Linked DNA regions of Mus musculus: region 2 is linked to region 1. Evidence: chromatin contacts called from public HiChIP or PLAC-seq data. All regions are on one chromosome and are shown on one strand. Each heading gives the region's core, a stretch centred on a gene start, on an enhancer-like site or on the middle of the called end of the contact. The rest is flanking DNA. Distances are from core to core; before and after follow the strand shown.

Evidence for each region. HiChIP or PLAC-seq counts read pairs in DNA pulled down with a chosen protein or histone mark.
Region 2: a contact with region 1 is called in an H3K27ac HiChIP or PLAC-seq map of embryonic stem cells, with 5 read pairs. The contact joins the promoter of Atxn10 here to the enhancer-like site in region 1. A contact is called at or near these places in 5 of 115 datasets of contacts at active chromatin or transcription factors (CD8 T cells, double positive thymocytes, embryonic stem cells and 2 more).

What each region holds. Positions count from the first base shown.
Region 1 is chr15:85,302,194-85,306,124 of GRCm38.p6, forward strand. No RefSeq gene overlaps it. Among named protein-coding and RNA genes, the nearest start is that of Gm34337, 8.8 kb to the right of the region's middle. Within about 2 kb of position 1,263, at least 3 of the 459 cell types and tissues checked have an H3K27ac peak or open chromatin away from gene starts, as enhancers often do. A contact at or near this core is called in embryonic stem cells, where this site is marked.
Region 2 is chr15:85,334,211-85,337,710 of GRCm38.p6, forward strand. It overlaps Atxn10 (ataxin 10), which reads left to right and starts at 2,045. Exons shown (of 12, transcript NM_016843.4): 1 at 2,045-2,370. The coding sequence starts at 2,255.

The sequences.
Region 1 (3,931 bases), core at 13-2,512:
AGACAAATAGATACATAGATAGATGGTATAGATAGATATATAGATGATTGATAGATTGTAGATAGGTAGATGATAGAGATAGATGATAGATACGTAGATGATGGATACATAGATGATATATATAGATATATGGATGATTGATAGATAAGTAGATAGATGATTAATAGATAAATGATAGAGATAGATATATAAATAGATGACTGATAGATTGATAGATAGATAGGTGGATAGATAGACAGATAGATAGATAGAATTAACATGACCTTAAGGACTTGGTAAGGTACTAGCCTAGAACACATAGCCTCTATTCCACTCTCACCCCTGCTAAACTAACTAAACACTAAATAAATAGATAGATAGATATGTAGATAGATAGACAGACAGATAGATAGATAAAAAAACAAGTAAATAAATAAATGTAAATTAAATTGAAATGGCTCTAATGAATAGGGTTATGGTTCGGCAGCAGAGAGCTTGCCCACTGCCCACAGGACCTCCGTTTTGACACACTTCCACCTCCAGCACCACGAAAAAAAAAATTACATCAAAAAATTTAAATACGTAAAAATGTCACTGTCGTCAGTAAGAAACAGACTCTGGGAGGGGATGACCTGAGTTCATGGGGTAGCTATGGACTCTGCATCTATGTGGACCTGGACAAGTCTCTCCAAGTCTCTGGGTCCATTTCCTGATGGCTAAAATGGAAGTACTGAGGCATAGTGGTTAGAGCCTGGGTTAGAGGTAGGGAGCCTGGCAGGGCATGGCTGTGTAGGTGTGCGCAGCGGGCTGGCTTTGTACAGTTTGTGCTCTTACACCTTAGCTATGGCTATAGGCCTGAACCACCGTTTTCAGCTTGGTTCCATCACCACTACAGCTAAACTAACAAACTAAGTGCTAACTAAGTAGATGAATCAAAGAAAATGAAATTAAAATGGCTCCATCAAGACTGCCTGAGAAAGCGACATCTTGGGCTGGGGAGGTGGCTTTGATGGATACAGGCTGAGGCAGAAGAATGGAGAAGAGGAAAGCACCTGTGTCTGGGGCAAAGATGCCACAGGGATCTAGAAAAGAGGAAGGACAGAGGATCTGCCAGGGCAATGAATGCATTCAGACCATTTAACTAAGTATATGGGCCAGGACTGTACTGGAGACAGACACCAGGTCCCTGCTGTGACCATCAAAGTGACTGACTGGCTACCTCCTCCAGCATCACCAGAACCTCGGGGGATGCCCAACTGAGGGAGTGCCACAGATACAAAAGAGAATGTGCATTCCTGAGACAGCAGGAGACACTGCAGAGAAACAGGATAAGCAGGAAGGAATGGCACTGAGACTCCAAAGGAGTTGGTTTTGGACAGGGGTTAATATCTACACTATACAAAGAACTAAGAAACGCTAAACAATAGAGCACCGGTGAGCACACTTGCCTCCACGCCTCACAACCTGAGTTCACTCCCCGGGACCTGCATGGGTGGAAGGGAGAACCAAGTCCTAAAACACACATAGAATTTAAAATTTTTTAAAAACTAAATACCAAGACAATAAACCAGTCAATAAATGGGCTAGTAGAACAAGCAGACAGATCTCAAAAGATAAAGTACAAATGACCAACAAACATATGAAAACACTTCTATCCTTCAGAGAAATGAACAGAGAAATTATATTAGATTCTAAGTCACCCTGGTCAGAAAGGCACCCAGGAACTGACAAACATGGGTGAGGATGTGGGCAAGAGGGAACTATCACTGCTGTGGTAGGGAATTAAATCAGTCCAGCTACTGTGGAACTCAGTATGAAGGTTCCTCAGAAAGCTTTAAAAAAATAAAAAGACCTACTTTATGACCCAACTACGTTAAGTCAGCATGTCACAGAGACACAGATCAGTAGTGTTTCCTGCAGCACTATTCACAACTTCCAAGTGTGGTGCTTTGAATGAGAATGGCTCCCATAGGCACATAGATCTGAATGCTTAGTCACCAGGGAGTGGCACTATTTGAGAAGGATTAGGGGGCGTGGCCTTGTTGGAGGACAAGTGTCACTGGGGGTGGGCTTTAAGGTTTCAGAAGCCCAAGGCAGGCCCAGTGGTTTCTTTCTTCTTCTGCCTGTGACTCTGGGGGTAGAACCCTCAGCTACGTCCCCAGCACCACGTCTGCCTGTGTGCCACCATGCTCCCCACCATGATGATAATGGACTAAATCTCTGAAACTGTAAGCCAGTCCCCAAATAAGTGCTTTCTTTTGTAAGAGTTGTTTTTGGTCATAGTGTCTCTTCACAGCAATAGAACACTGACTAAGACACCAAGTTACAGAGCCAACCTTGGTGCTCATCAACAGAAAAATGGACCAAAAGAATGGAGTTTATACACAGAATGGTAATTTTTTTCAACTATAAAGAATGAAGTTTGCAGAAAATGGATGCAACCAGAGATAGTCATATTAAGCGAATTAAGTCCGTCTCAGAAAGACAAATATTGCATGCTGTCTCTCATCTGTGGGTGGTGCTCTTTACAGATACATAAAGGTATATGTACAGATGACACAGAAATGGAAGCTCAACTGTCTAGGGAAACAAAGGACACTTGTTGGAGGGGGAGAAAGGGAAGAGGTTTGGGGTGTGACATGAGGTGCCTGCATGGGAGTCTTTTCCTATGATTGCTAACAGAAAGTGAAGGGGTGGGCACTGACTGTGAAAGAGACGGATTGAGTCTCAGCTCCCAATTGCCCAGGCAACAAGGGTCATCTTACAGGAAATTAGAATAAAAGGCCATATACAAATGAGGTAGGCTGCAGTTAGGTGAACACCAGGTCTGCCCTTGAAGCAGCTGAGGGGTAGGGAAGGATAGTGTGCAGCTGACAAAAGAGGAGTGCTCCCCCCCCCCATGGCAGTCTGTGGAGTACTCAGGGGTCCTGTCACCTTTCACTGGGGTACGTTGATGTGAATGGTGGTGGTCATGACTGTTGAGCCCAACTACATACCTGCAGGAGCAGGCCTGGGGCTCCACACGCACTACCGTCATCTCATGGGTGGGAAACACAGCCGGGAAGGTTTGGTACTAAAGCCCAGCTCACACAGCTGTCTACCATAGAGGCAGCTTTGACAACTGGTCTCTTCCAGACAAAGCCAAAAGTAAGTGTCCAAGCAGGGTGTGGGGGTGCACATACATAATTCCAGGCCTTAGGAGGCAGGAGGATCAAGAGTTTGAGATTACCGTGCTCTACATAGCAAGTTTCAGGCCAGGCTGAGCTACAGTCTCAGTAATAACAAAAGATCCGTGTGCAGAGCAGGCAGTTCGCAGAAAACCCCAAATGATGCAGTACAGGTGACTCACACCTAAAGCACAGAGTTCTTCTCCAAAGATGAACGGCGTAGGGAGTCAGAGGAGAACAAGTACTCATCAACCAAGAACGGATTGCTATGATAGGAACTCACACACACACACACAGAGGCACATACATGCACATATACACATACATACACACACTTACACATACACATATAAACACACAGACACACAAATACACATACACAAACACAAGCACATGCACACATATACACACAGAAACACACATACACACACAAGCACATACACAATATACACATAATACATACACACACAAGCACATACACAATATACACATAATACACACCCACACAAACACATACACAACTACACACACAAACACACATATATACACATATACACACCCACACAACACACACACACACAGAGATACACACACAAACACACATATATACACATATATACACACCCACACAACACACACACACACAGATACACACACATACACTTACACAGAGTGGTGCCTGCCATGAGGAGATAGAGCAAGGAACACAGGAACAAGGAAATTACTGAGGTGGAGGAGGCAGCAATGAGTGAAGACAGTGGAGAAGGATAGCAGTCTACGCAGAA
Region 2 (3,500 bases), core at 795-3,294, 33 kb after region 1:
GTCAAAGGACAATGTGTTTGGTTGATTCTCTTCTACTCTGTGGTCTCAGGGTCATCAGGCCTTTTTGCTGGCTCTTTAACTGTTTTAAAAACCTCGACGAGCTATTCTAAGTACTTGACAAATGACAGTATTAACAGGAGGCTATCACGAGGAAGCCAGCTTTCAGGGTCTGAGACTTAGCAACTGGTGACAGGCTGTGGCACCTGAGGGAGGAGCCTGGATTAAAACACTTACATGGGAGGGTCCAGGTCTTCTACTTTCTCAGGGGACCTTTTGCCTGGGACCTCCCCTCCCAGGCACCAGTCAATGTGTCTCTTTCTAGGGAGGCCTCCTTTATATTCCTCTGCCTTCTGTCCCAGGTTGCTTTATATGGGGATACATTTAAAAATATATATATATATATATATTAATTTGTATCTGTGTAAGTGTATGCCATGTGGGTTCCTGCAAATCTCCTGGAGCTAGAATTACAGGTTGCTGGGCCCCTCCCTCCCGCTGTGGTGATTTGAATTCTAGGCCATAGAGAGTAGCACTATTAGGAGGTGTGGTCTTCATGGAGGAAGAGTGTCACTGTGGAGGTGGGCTTTGGGGACTCCTATGCTCAGGCTCTGCCCAGTGTGTGGAAGAGAGCCTCCTGGCTGCCTGTGGAATAGAGTTTCCTTCTGGCTGCCTGTGGATCAAGATGTAGAATTCTCAGCTCTTCCAGCGCCATGTCTGCCCGCAGGCTGCCATGCTTCCTGCCATGCTGATAATGGACTGAACCTCTGAAACTGTGTGAATTAATCCCAAATAAATAATTTCTTTGTAAGAGTTGCCTTGGTCATGGTGTCTCTTCACAGTAATAAAAATCTAGGATACCTACATACACATGTTGGGAAATAAACTCAGGTCTCCTGGAAGATAGAGTACTCTTAATGTCTGAGCAAGCTCTTCAGCCCCAATATGGGGATATTCCTGATAAGCACCCACTCTCTTCCCCGGGTCCCCTATAGTATTAATTGACAAGGTTCTAGAATCACCAGAGACAACCCTCTGGGCATGTTTGTGAAGAACTGTCTAGATGAGGTTAGTGTGTGGAAATCTGCCCCCAGTGTGGGTGATAGCATTCCATGGTCTAGATTAAAAAAAAAAAAAGTCAAAGCCAGCTGTCTGTTTTCTGGCTTAATAGATGCAATGTGACAAGCTGCCTAAAGCCCTGTGTCACAAGTCCCCACCACGTGGGCCTGTACTCTCAACCTGTGAGCCAAAAGAAACCTATCCTTTGTAAAATTGCTTCTATCACATATTTTGATATTGCAACAAGAAAGGAATACACCTCTTAGGGAGGTACTTCTTCTCAGCCTTCTCTCTGTGGGAAGCCTCCTTCCTGGAGTCTTGGGAAAGACTTCTTTCCCAAGGGGGCATTTTTGATCAGCGTCCCCTTCCCATGAGGAGCCTCTATCCAAGGTCTTCCTCCATGGCTTGAGGTATCCAGCATCTTTTCCCTATGTGGGAATCTCCGATTCAGGTCTCCCTCAGTGGAACACCTCAACCTCGCATTCCCTCCCCTGGAGTCTCCATTTCAGGTTTTCCTGCAATAGAACTGGTTGGCCTAGCAACACATGCCCTGAGGGTAAGTCTCCTCTGCAGGTCCCCTCCCATGGTGACACCTCTGGCCTGTATCCCTGCTCTTCCTCTCAGGGGCCTCCTTTCCAGGTCTCCTTAGGGACAACATCCATTATTCTGGGGGCGCTGCTTCGGCCTGGTATCTCTTCCCCAGAGGGAAACCTCTGCATGAGTGGACCCCCACCAATGGTGGCCCTTGCTCATGGAAAGCATCTGTCCCTGATAAGACACTCATTCTCTAGGACACTCTACAGGCCACCCCCCCCCCCCCACCCCGACCCCTTCATCTCAGTATTCTGTCCTCTGACGGGGTCTTTACTCCACGTCTCCCCACCGTGGGGACCGAAGACCTCCCCCATCCCACCCTACGCAGGAGCAGGACTTCCGCTGCGCCCCCTCCCCTCAGGCGGGACTTCCGCCCCGCCCCCTCCCCCTCCCCCTGCCGCGTCGCCTTGTCCTCTTCGCCTGAGGCAAGCCAGCTAGTCTCGCGCTCTCTGCCTTGCAGCACCACGGGATCTGGGTGACGCGGGCTGCGGAAGCCAGAGCCGTGCAGACCGCGTCTCCATCTCCTCGCCTGTCGTCTGTCTCCCCCACTTCTCTTCGCTCTGCTCTCCGCCTGGTCAGGCTCGGCCCCAGAGCGAGTGGCAAGATGGCGGCGCCCAGGATGCCACCCTCCCGGCTGTCGGGCATCATGGTGCCCGCACCCATCCAGGACCTGGAGGCCTTGCGCGCGCTCACGGCGCTCTTCAAGGAGCAGCGTAACCGGTAACTGCGCGGGGGCTGCCACCTAGGAAGGAGGAAGAGGAACCATGGAGGGCTCTGGGCTGGGCTGGGCTTGACTGGGCTGGGCTGGGCAGCGGCGAGCGAGGCGGGGCGGCGGGCTCCATCAGCTCGGCCCACGCTCAGGTTGTGGCTCTGTGGCGCTCGCCTAGGCCTGCTCTGGGACGAGGGTTTGGCCAGGCTCTAAGAGGGGCAGACGATGGCGACACTGGTCCCCAAGCCGGCGGCGGGGAAGCTGTTGGTTCGGCTCCTCTGGCGGGGCCCTGAGGGCGGTGGCCAGGGAAGGGAGGCGTGTTCGGGCTCGCTTCTCCCTCTGGGTTAGAGGGCGTTCTGTCCAGGAGCCTGCAGAGCTGGCCTGGCTTCGTGACATCTGCTCAGCATCGCCTCTAACCCTTCTGTTTCTAGCCTTACAAAATGGGAGCTGTGGTGCGTTGTTTTCAGTGCTGAGATGAAATAAACGTGTTTAAACAGAAGTGTGCGAGGCTGTCAGTTCCTGATGGATTTTTGTGGTATGGTTTGCGCTGCAGTTTCCTTGTCTGTTTAATGGAAACAAGGTTCGCTGGGACCTCCTTGGTTGAGTTGACAGTGAGGGTTTAATGAGACGATGCGTGTTACATCCTTAGGCCATGCCTGACACTTAGTACTAAACACCATTGGTGTTTTCTCTTAACAGTAATGGTCTCCCCTGGACCAAGTCTTGGGAGAGGACCCGGAGCCCTTGGTCTCTCCTGTAGAGAGATAACAAGCAGGCCTAGAGTGTGGACAAAGGGCAGAGAACGCGGTGGGGGTGGGGGTGGGGGAAGCACGTAGGCTCAGTGGTCACAGGAACGTTTTCTAAAAATAGGTAGCCGCCAGACATGTCACGTGGCTCAGCCCTGCAGTTCCAGCATTCAGGAAGCAGAGGCAGGTGGATCTCTTGAGTTTGAGGCTGGACCAGTCAGCATTGTGACATCCTCTGTATCTCAAAAACAAATAAACCCGGGCTGGAGAGATGGCTCAGCAGGTAAGAGCACCGACTGCTCTTCCAAAGGTCATGAGTTCAAATCCCAGCAACCGTATGGTGGCTCACAACCATCCGTAACGAGATCTGACACCCTTTTCTGGAGTGTCTGAAG